3 separate regions of the Zea mays genome follow, and all the other regions are linked to region 3. A link is a contact called in public Hi-C data. All regions are on one chromosome and are shown on one strand. The core of a region is the stretch at or near the end of the contact, and the rest is flanking DNA. Distances in the headings are between cores, read along the strand shown. Region 1 has its middle 21 kb from the start of LOC100285636. Region 2 has its middle 17 kb from the start of LOC100279532. Region 3 holds the start of LOC100273617 (Mitochondrial import inner membrane translocase subunit TIM22-2).

Region 1 (2,891 bases), core at 322-2,821, 380 kb after region 3:
GAGTAGCACGTGAATGTGTGGAGGAGCTACATCAAAAGGCGTTAAACAAGAGAAAAGCATACCAATCGTGATGAAGCCAGCCTGCCTCTTGTGAACCCAGGTGATGAATGCTGCACGATTAGCTCTTTCGTCGACCTGACCCCTACGACCCTGCTGCATCTGCAGGGACAACGAAGATGGGTTCTCAAATAGTTTATCAGTTGATGTCCCGGCCGAATCGTAGCATCCAGCGCGGAAAAGAAGTCGCGCGCGTGGTGGGTAGGCGCCAAAATCTCCCGCCAAAATCCACAGATAACACTAGACTATAGGAGTCACTGTTGGAGTAAACTAATTTGTTAGGTCCTAATTATCTTTCAATGAGGTCGTATTTCATTATTTAGGGCCCAAGTTTAGGACTCTTTCTTGGAGTTGCTCTAACAGTAGCAAAACTAGCCGATCGACATGCGGTTGGGTGAAAGATACCGCACAGGAAGGAATATCCTTCTAACAGTAGCAAAGACTAGAGCCGATGCCGATAGTACGGCACAGGAAGGAATATCCGCAGCAGCAAAGCCGGCCTAGATGCAGTAGTTTATTTGCCCTCTGATGATCTACAGACGACGACACAATCCGGCCATGCATGTTCCATCTCACACTGAACGAAGCGCCACGTGATTGTGTCCAATTTTACTGAATAATAATAGAGCAGAAACAAGCCCCTGCTAGCTAGGGGCGACAATCCACCCATATATATGTTCAATGGCAGGCCATGATCTGACAATCTACATGAATAAATAACCACATGGATTTTATTAAAATGAGCCAGGTGCATTGCAATCGATCTACAATGGATTTTATTAGACTACTATTCTTTCAACTTCCAGAGTGAATGAATAACCACATGGATCAAGAATGCAAATCCCAACGGTGTTTCTTATGCTCAACTAGTACACTACATACATCATAGTGATTTAATCAGGATGCATGATGGAATCATCAGCATTTCGTTGTGAATTGCTTGAGTGCGGCTCTCATGTACCGCCAAATTATTAAGGTGTTTATTATAGGATAGAATGCAATGAATGTTTCTTCGGAGAAAATAGTTTAAGAAATCAGAATATATATATAGTGGGTGATTATTAACTCTGAATGAAATGCAAAAACTAAAAACCTTTCTCTCCAATCATTGGTCTGAAAGCAGATTTCAACTAATAATTTAGGAACCAAAGCCTTAAAACTGTCAATAATTTCAGGAGGTCAAGAATTTCGCTGTGGATTGCTTGTGTGCTCCCATATAATACATACATTGCCAATTTTAAGGTGTTTGTTATTATAGAATAATGCAATGAATGTTTGTTTGGTGAAAATATACTTAACGAAATCAGATCATACGATGGGTGATTAACTCTGAACAAAATGGAAAACTAAAAATCTTCTTTGTCTCCAATCATTGATCTGAAAGCAGTTTCGACTAATTTGGGAACCAAAGCCTTAAAACCGTCAATAATTTCAGGAGGTCAAGCCGACAGCCTGTGCTAGCGATCGCAATCAGGTTGTCCGTATATATATTAATCCGGTCCATCTAGTGGATCGATCTTAGCGGTCGATCAGCACAGTAGACGCCAAAAGATGGAGTAAGACAAACAGGAGTGCTCATCTATCCGATGTTGTATGTAATTATTGTATGTGTGATCTGTGGACTCAGAAGAACATACACTGTTGGACGATCGAGACTCGTGAATTGGCCTCATCAGCCCTCATATAATCTTATGGCAGCACACAGCAAACATCCATCCGGTCGACGCCATATGCGCTTTCGATTGGTTTATACTGTCTCGCTGCCAAGATTCCAGATAAGATCGAAAGAGAGAGGTGTGTGCCCAGCGTTGCATACCGACGTGGCTACACACTTCGCCGTCCGCAACTTCCCCAAGCTATACTTAACTTTCCAGCCGCCTGCCTCGCTCGTCCACCCGCCCTATTTTGATCCGCCTTGATGGATAGTTGATCCACCATGGGCCGGTCGTTTCATAGAAAGCTGATACAAGTTTATCTCAAGTTTGTCTTTTTTTTTTTTGCCCTCCCCTTGTCGGATTTTAACTAGTCAGAGATTGATGTTCATCACGTCCAATAATTACATACGTTTTCAATTTGCTAACTCAAATTTACAGAGTTGTTTGAGTGTAAAGATTTTTATTGGCTTCTATTTATCCTTTCTATGGTCTACTGATTGGATCTTTTACTTGGTCCATACGTTGGAGGTTTTGTTGGGTTGGATCGTTCTTTTTCTCAAGCGGATGTCGCAGTATGAGACAATATCGCAGTACGCGACACTGAAGAGTTGGCCAAGGTGATCATTTTTAATTCGCTAGGACACCCGGCACCCAGGCCTGATGGCTTCTGTGGCTAATTCTTCTGTGTCGCGTGGAATGTGATAAAAACTGGAACCCTCGGCGTCTTCATTGTTAAGAAAACCTAGGCACGCAGTCTTTTGCTCCTAAATATTGGTCTGACGGTTCTATTAAAAAACCAGCGTGGTCGACGGGCTTGAGAGATTATGAACAATAATAAGCCACATACTCCATTCGTTCTCTATCTTAAGATCACGAAAATTTGTCCTAAATTAAAGTTTTAAACTTTGATAACAATATCTATAAAAATAATTATTTTAAATTAAAGAAATTATATATTGTGGTAGATGTTTTAATAATAAATATAATAGTTTCGCTTTTATCTAGTCAATATTTATGAATATTTTTTTTTATCAATGATCAAAGTTTTAAAATATTAATTTAGTATAAACATTCGTGACTTTAAGATAAATATAGAGCACGAGATAGATGTTGTCCAAGGGCCTTGCCATGCGCTTGGCACCAACACAGGGCCCCTAAATGAACGGGGCCTCCATTTTT
Region 2 (3,177 bases), core at 406-2,905, 300 kb after region 3:
AGTGAGACACTATACCTTGGTCTATAAAGTTTTCCAACTCGAATACAACGATTCGAGCAACTCTGGTCGGTTTGGAAGAAGATTGAAATGGAGAGAAAGAAGAGGTGGGCGCAGCTCTCGGCTAGGAAACGACCGATTTATAGGCCCCCTAGCTCGGCGCCAAGATCTGTGACGCCGAGCTAGGGGCCATGTGGCCTGTGGCGTTAGCTTTCTCGGCGCCAAGATTTATGGCGCCGAGGCGTGTTGCCTCGACGTCATGACCTATAGCGCCGAGCATTGTGTCCGAAACCAGAATTAAGTCTTCTGGATCTAAACGTAATTTTTTTCAAAAAATGGACTAAAATACAAAAAAATCAGGCGACCAGCCAATAGTTTGTTTAACCTCGTCTCATTTAAGCCAATAGCATAATTCTTGAACTCCATAAATGGTAAATATTTTTTTATATTATTAATTCTTCAATTGTTTTATTGCCTATCACCGGATTTTCGAATCCTGTATAATGTTATTTTATTTTTGCATAAGCGAGAAGAGAAAAGGCGCCACATGAAAACGAGTGCTTTATATATTAGAAAAAGAAGAGATGTATGCTCTCTACTAGAGCGGAAAGTTAGGTCATATCATTGTCGGTACGGTGTTTCAGCCTAATTTTTTAGACCTGTATGGTACAGATTAATCTTGTGTCATGTCATGTCAAAATAAAAACCTAGACACGATATGCCTAAAAGTACGATGGGCCAATGCCGTGTCTAATCGGCCCAAACATGGTACAGGGAAAAATATTGTATAGTTTTTTAAAAAAATATCTTTAATTCATTTGTAACCTTAGTGTAGATAAATAACTCATATAAGAAAGAAAAAACCTTTAAAAACAGATTGCAAGGACTAGCAACTTGACTCAAAATTACTATATATATTTATTTTTTAATAAAATATATACTACTTTTATTTTCGAATATTTGTTGTCCGCTAGTTTATGTTTGAACTAAACAGCGATAAATAAATAAGAACACAAGGATTATTTACTAAGATGAAAACAAATATCAATGTTTTATGTTATTTTTGTGAAAAAGTGAAAATTAGTGAAATATAAAAAAATCATTTAAACATTAGTTTTCTAATTAGTGTTGTGCCGGTCAACAAGGCTCATCTAGTCATGTCTGTGTCCAACTTCAAGGTACGGCACGACTCTCGTTCGTGTATTAACTCGGCCAATTTTTTTTAGGTGTTAGCTCAACTTATCTAGTTGTGTCGTTTATTGTACCTAACTTTAAGACATGACACGGCTCAATCATTCGAGTATTAGCTAATCTATCTTTTTACGTGTTGAGCTATATTTCGAGCTTCTATTTTTTTGACTGTGAAACGGTCCCAAATAATTGGACCCAAACTTTTAGATCAACTCTCTAATTTGACTCTAAACACGTCAAGGTACAGCTTCCAATCCCATCATCGTCCTCTTGTGACGTACGTGTTCGTTTTGTATACAACTTGCCTTTTTTCTTTTCTTTTTCTTGCATGGTAGATATAAGAGGTACATTTTCTTTCTCGTGGGCTGCGGCGCGCGAATAAAACACATCACACAAGCATATGTATGATTGATCTGCATGTGCAATCCGACAGTATAAGGCATCTTGAGGAGGTCCAAGTAGTTTTGGACTTTGCGTCACGGATGAACAACCATATATCAGGACTGGACGGTGTAGAGACATGAAAAGGGCACTTTACCGTGACTAGTTTGGAAGCGAAACCTGAACAATATAAAGCTGTTTTTAGGCTCTCTATAACAGGCTTCCTATCCTCATCCTACCGTTTTATCTCATTTTCAATTTTAAACTTAACTCTATAAACAATATAGTATATCGTGTAAAACATTGTTTTGCATAATCACATGCACGTAGATCTGCTGAGCGACGAGCACAACCTTAATGTGGAGGGTGATATGTATTAACCGTTATACATCATGCTACATCAGTTATTAAGCCTACTATCACTTTTGTTATCAACTATAGTTAGTCATCTACTATAATGTTTTAATAAACAATATTTAGCCTTAGCAAGTAATCACCCCATCGTTATATTGATTTTTCTTTTACAAACTTTAAGTTGACTTAAACTGCATCGTTTTATTAAAAGAAAAATGCATTCGATTATATAATTAAGCAAATAAAATTACAAAGTTTATAAATAATTGAAATTATATAACTTAAACGTAAAATTGAAATTACATAATTCATAAATAGAACTAATAAACTACTATTTCTCTTTCTCATCTTCCTCTTACACCTCTTTCGTCGCTTATTTCTCCCTAATCTAAGTTACTCTATCAACTTTTTTGAAGGCCAAATTATGGGGCTTTTTCTTGTCTTTGCCCATGTCCGCGGCGAAACGCTCTAGCAATTTGTTAAATTGCTCAAATAATTTAGTTTCGTCAATCCTCTCACTAACCCTATGGAAGCTTCTTTAATATTCCTTTCTGCTTAGATGTGGATGGGGACTCATTGTTACATGTTGTTAGGCCCTTCCCCTTCCATTGAACTTTTTCCCTATCACGGTCAATAGAGCATAGTTCATCTACACTTTCATGTGACAATGCGCTATGCTCACCGTCCAAGTTGGAACAGATTTTAACTCCCATCAGTGTACTTCATGTACATCTTGGGTTGTTGGCGATGAGCACGCCACATGTGCTCTAGATTCAACTCGATTTCTCAGGGCTTCTTACAAAAAGTCTTAGCTTTTTCAAGCAACATAGAATCATCTGCTCCACTCGGTCGAGCCACGTATAAGAAGTTGTAGATGTTGTTAAATAGGGTGATCTTTTGGTGGCTTATGGACCACTAATCTTTCAACTGCTTGAGATGTGGTGGCAATGAGCTTTTGTGGTGAGTTGTATGTGTTTGGCTATTTGTCCCTAGAACATCGATCTCTTCTTACTATTTCCATCAGTAATAGGGTACATTAAGTGTAGTAGCCACATTTAGAACTAGAAAATAAACTAAAAACCATTATTGACCTAACAATTATGTGGACTTCAAAAAATATATATGCGTACTTACCAGCTTTTCATCCTCCTTTTGTCATCCAGTCTCTATGACATTGGAATTGTGGAGCATTAGAGCAAGCGGTTTGGATTGAAACGTCATCACTGTCACTACTTAGAGGCATTATCGTGGATG
Region 3 (2,828 bases), core at 288-2,787:
TCTATATAAAATAGCTATCTTTCAATTTCTACTTGTAGCAGTGACTCCAGTAAAATACAGCCTCAACCCAAACTGGTTTGAACAAGAGAAGATACAAGTCAGTGTTCTGTTTGGTCAGCTGTGTGTGATGCAGGAATGCAGGATGAACTAAGAATACAAGATGCCGTCTGGTTTCCATGATGTGTGCTTTACAAGGTTATGACATTAGAATTTAACCTGCATTAATCCACCTACTTAACCTTAATTTCACTTTTGCAGCTCACCTTTGTCCAATTTAATCACTAATGTAGACCCCCACTTGCATAGGGTTGTAAGAGACCCAATTTTGCGAATCAAACTAATCCTCACCCATGAAAGGCAGGTAATTGTCCCAAACACACCACCATACCTTCTCTTTCATTAAAAAAACAGATATGCTACAAGCCAAATACTCCAGAACCATCCAAATCACCAACTAACTAATCAACTATGGGCATACATAAATTTGAAAACAGATTAAAGATATATTAGCTATAAAGATAACACAAATACCCATGCAAGTGAAGCTTTTTCAGGCTTAGAGTCTCAGCCCAATACAGCAGATTAGCAGTCTGACTGTAGGAATCAAGGTTTAGTCATGTTTAGTACTAAACCTCTGTGTGGTTACATGGTCAGAAATCAGGAGTCAGGAGCCAGTGCCAAAATAAAGTGAATATATCAGAGAAATTTTCACCCCCACATTTCAAATCCAGACATTTATTGAAACCAAATAGTCCCGTTCCCATGGTTAAAATAGAGCTGAAAACACACATGCATGTAACTTAAAATATCCCACCCGAATCAGATCTTCTGCACAATCTGTAGAAACTTAGATAACATAGCATTAATCTAACAAAAGAAAGCTCTAAATGGTGCAATTATAGACCAAAAAATGTAAGCAGTTCCTAAGAGTAGACCCAGAACTGTACAATAAAGATTAAAGACTACAAATTAGACCAGGCACAAATAATTGGCTACCCCCAGGGTGAACAACAGAACAATGTCCATAGCAAAACAATACTTATCAAACAAATTGTGACGCTAGAATCGGGGGAACATAACCTAAGCCGCACGGAGTCCAGCCCCATCATCCCAAGTCCGCACCTGAGGTCCTCGAAATGGCGCCACAGCCACACGTTGCCTCGCCATCGGTGAGCCATAAACCCTAGCACGAGGTTGAGGTTCCATTCGAACGGAGAGGCAAGGGATAGCGGAAACACGGGCGGCGTGGGTTTACCGTAGCCAACGACGGCGCCGACGAGGGAGCCCGCGGCGGACTCCCAGGCGAAGCGGAGGAGGCAGACCCCTGGGGCCGCGGTGGCCGCGGCCAGCGGGCTCGAGTTCCGCGACACCGCGAGGCGTGTCAGGATCGGGTTGGAGGTGGAGCCGGGACCGCGGGCCCCCACCCCACGCGGAGAGGACTCGTCCGAGTCGGTTTCGGTGGTGCCGCCGTCGGAGAAGGGATCATCCTCCCGACTCCGATCGCCGCCGCCTCTCGCCATGGCCGCCGCGGCCTCGTGTCCCTGTTCGTGTTCGCGCGCGTGTGTGTCTAGCGCGCTGCTTGTCACGGGACCAGAAGGAATGGGTGCACCGCCACGCGCAGACTGCAGTGCGCTGCGGACTGACCGTGTCGTGTGCACAGCCTGCGCCTGCCGGTGGCGCCACACGCGACGCGAGTAGGATCCTCCCGTCTTTTTTACATTTTATTCTTTTTTGGTTTTATTTTCACGAATACGTACTTTTTAGTTTATTTTAAAAAATAGACCCTCAGCTCGGCGCTATCACTATTGGCGCCGAGCTACAACTTATCGGTGCCAATTAGTTTGGCGTGTACATATAAGAGTCGACGTCTACGTGGATCTAACGTGGCAGTACCTCGGCGCCGACCTCCGTGTATATAAATATCCCACTCTGTCCGTCGATTTTTTGATTTTTGGATGATAGCAGTCATTTTATCAATGATTCTTCTTCATACTTAGTTTATTTGGTGCCTATCTCACTAGACCACAAATTCAGCTGGACTAGTCCTGCAAGGATGTGTAAATAACTCAGCTCAAATGTGCAATTCATTATCCATTGATCCCAAAACTTCCTTTTATAATATACAAGGGAATCATGCACCAATTAAGTAATGGACTGCAATAGCCCTACAACTAAAAGTTAACACAGAAACAGAAATAGTTTAACTAAGCTCATAATTCCTTGCAAACCTTGGTTTGTAATAGACAGTGAACATACTACCAGTGTTCACTGCATGCCTTGTACAAGACGCTTGACGCTCACAAAAACACTCCAACCACTTTGTAGGAGATGTCTCCGTGGCTGACCTATCAAATGCTAAGTTGTAAATTTAAACAGGTATAAGATCATCAACTATCCAAGTTACAGTTTAGGTCACAACAACAGAACACAAATTCATAAACCAAATAAACTAAGTATGAAAAAGAATCATTGATAAAATGACTGCTATCATTCAAAAATCAAAAAACTGACGGCCGGAGTGGGATATTTATATACACGGAGGTCGGCACCGAGATCCATGGCGCCGAGGTCAGCGCCGAGATCCATGGCACCGACCTCGGCGCCGAGATCCACGGCGCCAAGGTACTGCCACGTCAGATCCACGTAGACGTTGACTCTTATATGTACACGCCAAACTAATTGGCGTCGACACGTAGCTCGACGCCAATAGTGATGGCGCCGAGCTGAGGGTCCATTTTTTAAATGAAACTTAAAAGGACGTATTTGTGAAAATAAAACCTAAAAAGGGCTAAAATGCAAAAAAGACGGTAGGATCCTCTACGTGGGCC

The links. Hi-C and Micro-C count contacts between places; a contact is called where the count stands out from the background.
Region 1: a Hi-C map of bundle sheath shows a contact between it and region 3, with 2.6 times the contacts expected there. The contact joins the enhancer-like site here to the promoter of LOC100273617 in region 3. A contact is called at or near these places in 4 of 25 Hi-C or Micro-C datasets (bundle sheath, ear, leaf and 1 more).
Region 2: a contact with region 3 is called in a Hi-C map of ear, with 2.9 times the contacts expected there. The contact joins the enhancer-like site here to the promoter of LOC100273617 in region 3. A contact is called at or near these places in 2 of 25 Hi-C or Micro-C datasets (ear and tassel).

The regions. Positions count from the first base shown.
Region 1 is chr10:30,053,735-30,056,625 of Zm-B73-REFERENCE-NAM-5.0, forward strand. No RefSeq gene overlaps it. Among protein-coding and RNA genes, the nearest start is that of LOC100285636, 21 kb to the right of the region's middle. Within about 2 kb of position 1,572, at least 11 of the 20 cell types and tissues checked have an H3K27ac peak or open chromatin away from gene starts, as enhancers often do. A contact at or near this core is called in bundle sheath and leaf, where this site is marked.
Region 2 is chr10:29,970,441-29,973,617 of Zm-B73-REFERENCE-NAM-5.0, forward strand. No RefSeq gene overlaps it. Among protein-coding and RNA genes, the nearest start is that of LOC100279532, 17 kb to the right of the region's middle. Within about 2 kb of position 1,656, at least 12 of the 20 cell types and tissues checked have an H3K27ac peak or open chromatin away from gene starts, as enhancers often do. A contact at or near this core is called in ear and tassel, where this site is marked.
Region 3 is chr10:29,675,018-29,677,845 of Zm-B73-REFERENCE-NAM-5.0, forward strand. It overlaps LOC100273617 (Mitochondrial import inner membrane translocase subunit TIM22-2), which reads right to left and starts at 1,538. Exons shown (of 5, transcript NM_001148033.1): 1 at 1,256-1,538. The coding sequence starts at 1,520.